3 separate regions of the Sus scrofa genome follow, and regions 1 and 3 are each linked to region 2. A link is a contact called in public HiChIP or PLAC-seq data. All regions are on one chromosome and are shown on one strand. Each heading gives the region's core, a stretch centred on a gene start, on an enhancer-like site or on the middle of the called end of the contact. The rest is flanking DNA. Distances are from core to core; before and after follow the strand shown.

Region 1 (3,524 bases), core at 171-2,670, 380 kb before region 2:
GATTGCTTTGGCAATTCTGGGTCTTTTGTGGTTCCATAGACATTTTTGGATTGTTTGTTCTAGTGCTGTGAAAAATGTCATGGGTAATTGGATAGGGATTGCACTGAATCTGTAGATTGCTTTGGGTGGTATGGCCTTTTTACAATATTCATTTTTCCAACCCAAGAGCATGGACTATCTTTCCATTTCTTTGCATCCTCTTTTAATTTGTTTCATTAATGTTTTATAGTTCTTGGCATATAAATCTTTAACCTCCTTGGTCAGGTGTATTCCCAGGTATTTGGTTTTTTGGCGGTGCAATTTTAAAAGTATCATGTTTTTGTACTCCTTTTCTAATACTTCCTTAACCCACTGAGCAAGGCCAGGGATCAAACCCACAACCTCATGGTTCCTAGTTGGATTCATTAACCACTGAGCCAAGACAGGAACTCTGAACTGAATATATCTTGAGCCTGGAAAATAATGATATTTCAAAGACCATAATGCTCATTAAGAATTCAGGACTTTTAAAGTCAGTTGTATTTCGATGAAATTAAAATAAATAAATAAAAAGTTATTTGTATGTATCACCTTGAAAAAAAAAAGAATTTAGGACTTTAAGGTGAATGATATGTATCTACCATTATGGTGTCATACAAAGTTGTTTCACTGCCCTAATTATTTTCTGTGCTCCACCTATTCATCTTTCCCTCCCACCTCCTCCCAGTAACCACTGACCCTTCTACTGTCTCAATAGTTTTGCCTTATCTAGAATGTCTTGTAGTTGGAGTCACATAGTATGTAAGGTTCTCAGATTGGCTTCTTTCACATTTTAATATGCATTAGTTTCCTCTGCCTATGTGTTATTTAAAACTGGGAAAATATATGAAATATATATATACATATATTTTAAAGGACACTCTTTAGGTGGCTGTTTTTCTCTCTGTAAGGTGGCTACTGGTCTGGTTTTGCCGAAAACAAGGTGTCAAGCTAGAACTATTTGAACCATCAGGCCAAGCCCCCTCTGAAGGAGTTTGCAAAGTTGTTGTCAGAAAAAAGCAAGCCAGAGGGAAAATCAAGCCTGCTGGTAAATGAGATGGGTGTGCAATCAAAGCTAATTTGAGAAGATCTATTTTTAGAAGAGTTTATCATGCTCAAGAAGACTGGGTGAATGGCAGTGCTTTACTGAGAATAATTGCAGAGCCTGCATGACAAGAGCCTAGAGGAAGACCTATGGAGATTTTAGATCCTCCAGAAAACCAGATGGTATACCCTTGGAGGAATACATTGCAGCAATGTTAAATTGTGATACATGGTGGCAGCTACAACATGATATTTTAGGCTCTCTTACAAGGTCACAGATAGGGAGAAGTTGTGCCTGCCTTTGTCACATGCTCCTCTTCAAGGGCAGTTGGGTTAGGCTAGGCAGAAGAGGAAGAAGTCTAGGTGTTTTCCAGTACCCCCTCCAGTCCCTTCCAGGAAACTGAAAGTGACCTCAGCTCTCCATGTAGCTGGAAACTTTTTTAGTTTCTGAAACTCATTTCCAGTTCTTTGGCCCACATCTCTGACAACTTGGCCTATTGACTCCCTGGATCTCTTGTGTTATCTTTTCTCTCCTCGGGTCCTTCTTCAGCCCTCAGTCCTGTCTTCCTCCCTATTCTCCCCTTGTCCCACACACAAGGGTTGTGCAGAGGAGCTGCTGGCTTGTGCTTTTATCTTATCACTCCCTCACAGGAGCTCAGAAGAAGGAACTATCAGTCGATCTTTAGAGGTGCCCTCTGCTGGTTGGCAATGCAGCATCAAAATTAATGTCTGAAAATAGAGTTTCTTCATTTGTTTAATATAAATTAGCGGTGGAAACACTAGTGGGTAGAATAGACTGCAGAAGAAAATGTTGTTATAAATTGTAAAAGCTTCTAAGTGCCATTGATTTGTGTTTGGTTTACTGTGGCATGCAATGGAGCAGTGGTTCTCAACCAACAGGTGATTTTGACCTCAAGGAGGTATCTTTGGTGATGTCTGGAAACATTTTCATTCTCACAGCTTGGGGTGGGAGCGTGCTACTGGAATGGGATGGGTAGCAAAAGATGCCATTTAGCATCCTACAGTACACAGGAGAGACCTCACGCATACCACTAAAGTGGACCTAACTTAGGTATATCTGAGAAAGCTGAAATTAGACTAATAGGGTTTGGGGATTTGAAGCAATTTTTAAAGATTAGTCGAGTCATTCTCAACCTTGAATGTCCACCTAGCAAAGCTTTAAAATACTGACACTTGAATCACAATTTCTGGTTTCAGTATGGCCTGGGCATAAGGATTTTTAAATCTCCCCAGCTTTTTTTTTAATATTCAGCCAAAATTGAGAACCATCGATGTAGTCCAAACTCTTTTTTTGGTCTTTTTAGGGCGGCACCCATGGCATATGGAGGTTCCCAGGCTAGGGGTCTAATCGGAGCTGTAGGTGCCAGCCACAGCCACAGCAATGCCAGATCCAAACCACATCTGCAACCTACACCACAGCTCATGGCAACGCTGAATCCTTAATCCACTGATCGAGGCCAGGGATCAAACCCACAACCTCATGGTTGCTAGTTGGATTCTCTTCCACTGCACCATGATGGGAACTCCCAAACTCTCATTTTTTTGAATGAGGCATCAGGCCCTGAGAGATAAGATCTCAGTGTACAAAGTGGACCAACTAGACTCATACAGTGTCTTGAGGAAAAGAAGATAACGTGACATTACTTTGACTACACACCACATTTGAAAAGCAAAAATTGTAAAAATATCTTATCACTTTTTTTTAAAACTCTAAATCCTTTTTATGATCTGTTCTTTCTTTAAGAGGTACGTTCAATAATTTTTTCTAAAAGTGACACACTTCTCTTGTTTTTAAACTCAAGTTCAGGAAAATGCAAATTAAAACCACGAGATTCTACTCTGCACTTATTAGTGTAGCTGAAAATTAAACACACACACACACAAATAACTAACAATACCACATGATGGTGAGAAAGCAGAACAAATAGAAATCTTATACATTGCTGATGGGGAATGCAGATTAGTACAGACACTTTGGAAAACAGTTTGGCAATTTCTTATAAAATTAAACACATACCTACCATGTGAACTGGCATTCCCACTCTTAAGTATTTATTTAAGGGAAGCAAAAACTTACATTCACACAAAACCCTGTATGCAAATATTTATAGTGTTTTAATTCATGATCCCAAAACAGTAGCAACACAAATGTCCTTGAGCTGGTGAATGGATTAACAAATCGTGGAACATCCATATAGTGAACTACTACTCAGCACTGAAAGTACCACAAATGCAGCATTGTGGTTGAATGTCAAATGGATTGTGCTAAGTGGAAGAAGCCAGACTCAAAAGACACATACTGAATTATGCCATTAATAAGAAATGATAGAAAAGGCAATATTATAGGAAGAGAAAATGGGTTAGTGATTTGAGGGCCAGAGGGTGGGAGGAGGGATTGAATGCAAAGGAGGCTCAGGAGGGAAGTTTGTGGGGGTGATGAA
Region 2 (3,783 bases), core at 944-3,443:
CTTATTTATCTTACTTAAGATATTCTTAAGTGGGCTGGCAATTCTAGATGGCCCAGAATTCCAATTTTTGTTCTTAATCCAAATAGGTAGGTAGAAAAGACCTTCAGTTAGTTGTTGATTCTACCTTCAGAAGACTGCAGAACTTGGGGAAGTTGTAGCTGCTCTACCCTCCTCAACAATGTTGCTGATATTCTTTGGTAGGCTGTTGAGCACTTGGTGAACTTCAGGTCAAGGTGGCCACTCTTAATGCTTCCACCTAGGTTTCACAATATTCTGTGAGAAGCCCGGACAGAGTTCCTATTTTCCATATCTTAAGCAGAAATTTTGGGTTCTAGCCAACTGGTGAAAAGACGTGGGGAGAGGGAGAACATTTCATGCCAGATGGAATGAGGCTACTACTAATGGGGCTCAAGTGAGTGGGAAATGCAAGCCAGACTTCAGTGGCTTCCCAGTATTCTGGCCAAAGATGCATCCTTAATTTACAGAAGTCTCTGAGCCAGTCAACTTCAAGGCTGGGTACAGGAGGCTGAGCCACTCACAGAGGAGAAGAGGCACTCCATAAAGAGGCCTGGCAGGTCATGAGATTTTCCTCCCCACCCACTGCTCCACTCCATCCTGTGGCCAGAGGAGGAGACCACCCAGTAAGGTGATCTAGAAGTTCTCTCCTGTCTCTAGACTTTGACAGCCCCGTGTCCACTGTCTCCAACAGCAGAGCACAACTTGCCTGAAGGCAGGAGCAATATATGACCTGTCTTGGCAGTCCCCAAAGTGTCTCTACCCCAGAAATGTTGCAGAAACATAAGTGATATAAAAGAAGGTGTAGCTCAGACACTTGTCATTCCTAATTCTTTATTCTGTAGGTAGGAGTATATAATTGAATTTTTACACCTGCAACAAACATTTATAAAGAAAACAACTTTCCTCTAATCCCATTTCTACACACACACACCGTATGTCAGAGTTATATCCCTTAGAATGCCCCTATTTATAAGAGGGTAGACTCTCCCCAAAGTAGAGTGACAATCCTTATGTCAGTCACCTAGGGAAGAGAAACTATCTGGGAAGTTAGGACTTTGGCTTACATCTTTCTTGGCCTTGTTCTTTTGGGTCTGGATTGTAGTTTGGATGTATTAGAAGATGTTCCCAAGAGTTAAAGGTAGAAGGGGGAAGAGCTCCCCTGTAATTCCCAAAGAAGACCACACCTGAAAAATGAGTGTTTTCAAAACTGCCAACACTTTGTCATTGGAGAGAAATGCCTTACTAATTACAGCTTGGACACTACTGTGTCTCAGAAGGCTAAGAATGCTGATCTGGGTCTCTTCTGCCTTCATTTTTTCCTTTGATTACTCACGAGACCTTAAAAAGGTCTCTTTAATGCTCCAGCCCTGCCTCAGCTGTGCAATAGATAGGGGTATTTCTGAGGAGTGTTGGGGCTGCAAGTTCCAAGAAATCCTCCTTGGGTCACACCTAGGAATTCAGGATTTGATTTTACCTTAAAAAAATTAATAATTCCATGACCTATAAGTGTGTCATCCAGATTTGTGCACTGACTCATTTCCTGAACAAATGACGTATTAACAACCTGCATTTATAACTAGTTGCATGATTACGATCGTTTTCAATGTCTTTGGGTTTCATTCAAATTAGACCACTTCCCCTACAAATTCTAGCTTGCGCGTTCCATTCAAACTAGCGCATTTCCCCTATAGATTCCAGCCCAGAACTCCCACAGCTTCCGGAAGGTTTTCCCTACGTTAACTCCACCTGCGCACCCTGGACCCAATTACTGTAACTTGGGTAACTCCTGCAGTGATATGTAATGATATGTTGATTTCCGTAAACAACTCTCTGCCTACTTCCCCAGCATAATTACAACGTTATGGGAGAGCCCTCAGTCTATGCAAGGGAGAACGACTCCTTCAAACGAGGCTGGCAGTACTGGTCGGCACTAGCAGCTGAGGAAGCCAAGGTCGCTCTTGAGGGGAGGGCGCCCAGCGCGGCCCGTCAAGCTGGGGACCCCCACGGGCTCAGCTCTCGCACTCGCAACTGCGGGGACCCGCCCTCCCCAGCCACCTGAGGCCAGCCTGGCCCGCTCGGCCGGTGCACACTCACTGGGCAGTGGGCAGTAGAGGCGCCGGGTCTCTCCGGTCTCAACGGAGGCTTCCAGGCCTGGCTTCTCCTAGACCGCCGCAGGGAACTGGGCCTCACTCCCACAGTGCCTCAGGATTGGCTGGCCATGACAGACAATTCCGAGCCTCAGCCAATCAGCGCAGCTCTCCTTAAAGGGCCCGCAAGCTTGACCTTGAAGGTCTGGTATGTTCTTTTCCGCCAGGCGCCTGGGAGCGGCGGGTCAAAGAGGAAAATTCAAAACCACAGGGACTCAGCAATCAAATTTAAAGGAGGCAGAGAGAGAGCAGCATGGAAATCGCACTTAAATGACTCAGTGAGGTTTGTCACTTACCCACGAGGAGCTTGAGCAAGTCATGTTCCCTCTCAAAGTAAAACTCTCTCTGGAGAGCTTAATGAGCCATGTCATAGTTATTCTCCAGTAATTAAGTCAACTACCACTTGTAAGGTCTGTTTCGAGAATGTGTCTCATGAGGTTGTCATTGAAATATATATAATCCACAGTTATAAAAATTTGTAAGGGCTTTTCTGCTTTACAGAATGTTTAATGTCGAGGGTAGATCCCCCCCCCCTTTGAATATCAGCACAGACATAGTTTATTTAATTTGTTGGAGCCTCAGTCTCTTCCATCTGTTAAATTGCCACCCATTAAAGTGGCAAAAATGTTAAGGCAGGAAACGAAAAAAGAATAGACCTGGTCAGAGTTACCAATCCAGTTTCTTTGACCGAGCACATCTTTCTCCCCTGCTACCCTGAGAGGTAATCATTTCTTCTCACCCTCACCAGTAATTTTTGTCTTGAGTAAGTCAGGTCCTTCTCTGAGTTTCCTTGAGGAAAAACTTGAGGAACTGTTGGCATACTTTTCTTTGCTACTACACGGCTTGGAAGAATATCAAGGACTTTACCAGGCTTTGGCCTTGAGAAAGGTCCCTGCCCTTAGCCTTGTCTGACCCTCACATCAGTGAAGAAAGCATTTAATCTCCCCCAGGCTCTGCATGTGAGTGAACACCACCCCACCATCTTGCCAGAGTGACCTGGGCACACAGAAGCGAAGCCATTTGGAACTTGGACTCATTAAGAGAGGAAAGCAACTGATATGATATCATTTGAGTGCAGGACGTCTTGGACTCATTAAGAGAGGATAGCAACTGATGTGATAGCGTTTGCACGACATCTAGCATAAGCAAACCTTTATTTGATATCCATCACTGTCACTCTTCATCCTCTCCAAAATTTAACTTTTATCATCTCTACAATAGGACTGAAGCCATTTAATTTATTGGACTGTGAAGACTAAATGAGATAAATATTTAGGCACTTAGCACAGTGTCTGGAACACAGTTAGCATTAAGTAAATAGCAGTAACCAGCAACAGTGGCAACCTGTTACTAACTCTAGGTCTAAAGGGACAAGGAGAAGGGAGCAATTATTAAAACTAGGCAAGAGCAATAGCTGTGACTGTATGAAAGGACTACCCAACAGGAGCTATGTTGTTCACTAGAGGAAAGAAGTCACTGCTAATCCTTGGCCAAGTGGGGTAAGATCCTGTAGTTGTAGATACTGCTAGCATCTCAGCTCCAAGTGGGGATAGAGTAGAGAAGAAAGACACATCTCTCTGTCCTTCCATGCTCTGGTATCCTGCTGAGATATTCCATT
Region 3 (3,573 bases), core at 122-2,621, 260 kb after region 2:
CCCTCCACTCTCACCCCGCTCCCCCAAAACAAATTACATTGGTCAAATGCATTTATTTTTAATTGTAAAGTAGATATATTTGCTATAATGAAATTTAAGTATGTTTTTTCCTTTGAAAACCTAAAGAATGAACAGCTGATTTTTGCATTTGGTTATGTTAACTTTGTTTGATGGGATATTAGTTTCAGAGTGGAGGAGAATTCACTATCTTTCTCTTTAATCCTGTATATTTTCTGTTTTTTTGTTTGTTTGTTTTTAGAGGAAGTCCACAAAGGAAGGGGCCACCTCATTTTAAGGAAGAACAGTGTGCTCCAGCATTAAATTTAGAGATGAGGAAAATACTGGATTTGCAGGCACCCATCATGAGGTATATAGTACCTTGGTTAAATTTAGAATTTTGTGATGACAAAATACAGTGTAGTTTGTTAATTGCATGACCAGTAAGAAAATCGATTTCTTTTCATTGAGGATCTTTTTTTTTTCAGTCCTAGAAATTCCTGATTGGTCCCTATAAAAAACATACAAATTTTACAGATGGTACATTATTATTCTTAGATTACTGTAATAAAGCCCATAATTTGGGTATACCAACTGCAATTTTATTTAGAAATTTATATTTTTGATAAGATCTAAAATTGTTTGAATAATACAGCATAGTAACATAGTCCAGTTGCTTAAAATAAGATACTGCTATGCATTTGTAAAAACAGGACTCTATTTATTGAAATAAACTTTGCAAATTCATTGCTGGGTCAAAAAAGCAAGATATGCTCTACAAAATGATGCTACGGTTTTTTCTTTGTTTTTAAAGGGAGCTGGTGGTGTTAGAGTATGTATTGTTCTGAAAGAATACATAAGAAAGTGGGGGTGAGAATTGAGTGGCTGGGTGGGGACAGATTTGGGAAAAAGACATTGTACTCTTATTAAGTATTGACCTATATCGATACAATATATGAATGTATTGAGCTGGGTAAGTATAATACTTATGTTTTTTAAATCTTCTCATTCACAGTTCTAATGAAAGGCTGCTTTCTATCATTTCTCCTATTGTATAACAGTACAGATGCTAGAACATATTAAATATAATCATATGTAGGTGGCTAGCTACTGTTTTGCCTTATTTAATTTCTTTTTCTACTTTAATTCTTCTCAGAAAGAATGTCTTTTTTATTGTTATTTGTTTAAATGTGATCAGGGCTAAAAAAGATTGAATTCAATTTACTCTTCATTTCAGATTTTATTTTAGCATAGAGTTTCTTTTCAAGAATGTAACTTGTGTAAGGAATTTTTAATGTCTGGATACCAAACTAGGTGGAACTGTACAGGGTGGCTTTCTACTGCCACCTAGTGGCAAAAACTATAGAGTTCATGGAAATGGAATGGAAAAAGAGCCTTAAAAAAATCCTGCTGTCTTGTACAACTTTAACTTGTCAGGTGCTAGTTTCTAACGTACAAATTTAGGTGACTGGAAATCTCTAATTTTTCTTTCGAAACTTAAGTAAAATAATGGCATTTCAGAGCAGTGTTATTATTAGCACCTATAACACATACCTCCTGGAAATTGGAGAATTCCTATATAATTTTAAGTTGAGTGAGGAAACATGAAACTTAGGCTTTTGGAGTTCCTGTCATGGCGCAGTGGAAATGAATCTGACTAGGAACCATGAGGTTGCGGGTTCAATCCTTGGACTTGCTCAGTGGGTTAAGGATAACGAGTTGCCGAGAGCTGTGGTGTAGATTGCAGACGAGGTTCAGATCCTGAGTTGCTGTGGCTGTGGCGTAGGCCGGCAGCTACAGCTCCGATTAGACCCCTAGCCTGGGAACCTCCATATGCCACAGAAGCGGTCCTAGAAATGGCAAAAAGACAAAAAAAGAAACAACAAAAAAAACCCCAAACAGAAAAAACTTATTCTATTTCTAACTAATATCATGTAATAAATACTACAATTTATTCTGAATCTTCCTTCATCTCAGGCACTTAGAAAGCTCCATGTAGTATATATGGTATTTAATATTAATTAGATAGTGAACATATTTATACATTTGAGTATTGGTCATTATGAGTAATATAGATCCTATTATTTTACTTCTATGATCCTAAATTAAACAGTGACAGCAATAACAGATACCTCTGGGATACCAGAAAGCTGTTAGAAAACCCATAGAAGTCAGTGTTTGGAGAGGCTCTCTTAGGGCATAACTCAGAGTACATATATTTATGGTATATGTGCATATATTTTATGTGTACTTACACCTTGGGGTGATTTTCAGAATACTTAAAAACCAGTATAGGCATGTAAAAGACATAGGATATCAAATACTGCTACAAGGTACTTATATCCCTCAGATGCCAAGAATTAATTGTTTAGTTTTTTGGGTTTTTGTTTCCCCCCTTTTTGGCCACCTCGCAGCATAAGGAGTTCCCAGGCGAGGGGAACTGATCTGAGGCACAGTTTGGATCTAAGCTGCATCTGTGACAATGCCGGATCCTTAGCACATTGTGCCAGGCAGGGACTGAACCTGTGTCCCAGCTCTTCCGAGATGCGGACAGTCCCTTTGCTCCAATCCTTCAGTTCTTAAATCTTAAGTGAGAATGGGAATCAGTGATAGGGCAGGCACTTGGGTGACTTGGAACAAGACCTGTTTACTGAATTTTATGGAAATATTCAGTACTTTAACATCTGACATCAGCCTTTGTTTTAATGAGTTTGTTCATTTTCAATTAAATAAGGTGTGTGTGTATATATACACATATATACACACAGATAAATCTTTTTGATAGATTTTTTTATCATGTTTGTCACAATTATTTTAATTGTTAATTCTAACATTAGGATTGTCTGTGAGTCTCTTTACATTGATGAAATTTTCTCTTGACTCTGGGTTACATTTTCTTGTTTATTCAAATGTCTGGTCATTCTTTGTGATAGCACTATGGATGGTAATGCAGAGATTCTGAATTATTTTAACTTTGTGAGGAGTGTTAAGTTTTGCTTAGCAGGCAGTTAAATTACTGGAAAGTAATCTTGGTCTTATTCCTATCCATCATATACAGTTAATGTTCTAGGGAGATGAGAGCAGGGGAGAGGAAGAATGTAGTTTGAAAAAAAACCCAGACTGGAGTTCCTGTCATGGCGCAGTGCAAATGAATCCAACTAGGAACCATGAGGTTGCGGGTTCCATCCCTGGCCTCGCTCGGTGGGTTAAGGATCCGGCGTTGCTGTGAGCTGTGGTGTAGGTTGCAGACACTGCTTGGATCTGGCGTTGCTGTGGCTCTGGCGTAGGCTGGCAGCAATAGCTCTGATTACATCTCTAGCCTGGGAACCTCCATATGCTGCGGGTGAGGCCCTAAAAAGAGACAAAAGACAAAAAAAAAAAAAAAAAAAAAGAAAAAACCTAGACTGATTCCTGCTGAATGAAAATCACTGGTAAACCAATGACTACTCCACTAAATCACCTCTCTTGACATGTAGTAGCACGTCTAAAACATAAAGTTTTTATATTCTAGCCACCATATGCTGCACATAAATTTTATCACTAAAGTATAAATTTGAAATAAAAGAATATATTTTA

Evidence for each region. HiChIP or PLAC-seq counts read pairs in DNA pulled down with a chosen protein or histone mark.
Region 1: an H3K27ac HiChIP or PLAC-seq map of skeletal muscle shows a contact between it and region 2, with 2.1 times the contacts expected there. The contact joins the enhancer-like site here to the promoter of PLGRKT in region 2. A contact is called at or near these places in 5 of 47 Hi-C or Micro-C datasets (embryonic fibroblasts, fibroblasts, heart right ventricle and 2 more) and 1 of 2 datasets of contacts at active chromatin or transcription factors (skeletal muscle).
Region 3: a contact with region 2 is called in an H3K27ac HiChIP or PLAC-seq map of alveolar macrophages. The contact joins the enhancer-like site here to the promoter of PLGRKT in region 2. A contact is called at or near these places in 3 of 5 promoter capture datasets (fetal liver, fetal skeletal muscle and liver), 11 of 47 Hi-C or Micro-C datasets (alveolar macrophages, embryonic fibroblasts, fibroblasts and 6 more) and 2 of 2 datasets of contacts at active chromatin or transcription factors (alveolar macrophages and skeletal muscle).

What each region holds. Positions count from the first base shown.
Region 1 is chr1:217,066,342-217,069,865 of Sscrofa11.1, reverse strand. No RefSeq gene overlaps it. Among named protein-coding and RNA genes, the nearest start is that of JAK2, 66 kb to the right of the region's middle. Within about 2 kb of position 1,420, at least 8 of the 83 cell types and tissues checked have an H3K27ac peak or open chromatin away from gene starts, as enhancers often do. A contact at or near this core is called in skeletal muscle, where this site is marked.
Region 2 is chr1:216,690,481-216,694,263 of Sscrofa11.1, reverse strand. It overlaps PLGRKT (plasminogen receptor with a C-terminal lysine), which reads right to left and starts at 2,193. Exons shown (of 5, transcript NM_001190217.1): 1 at 2,113-2,193. It also overlaps a transcript of CD274 not described here.
Region 3 is chr1:216,430,814-216,434,386 of Sscrofa11.1, reverse strand. It overlaps RIC1 (RAB6A-GEF complex partner protein 1), which reads left to right. Exons shown (of 26, transcript XM_001924914.6): 4 at 260-367. Among named protein-coding and RNA genes, the nearest start is that of RIC1, 62 kb to the left of the region's middle. Within about 2 kb of position 1,371, at least 2 of the 83 cell types and tissues checked have an H3K27ac peak or open chromatin away from gene starts, as enhancers often do. A contact at or near this core is called in alveolar macrophages, where this site is marked.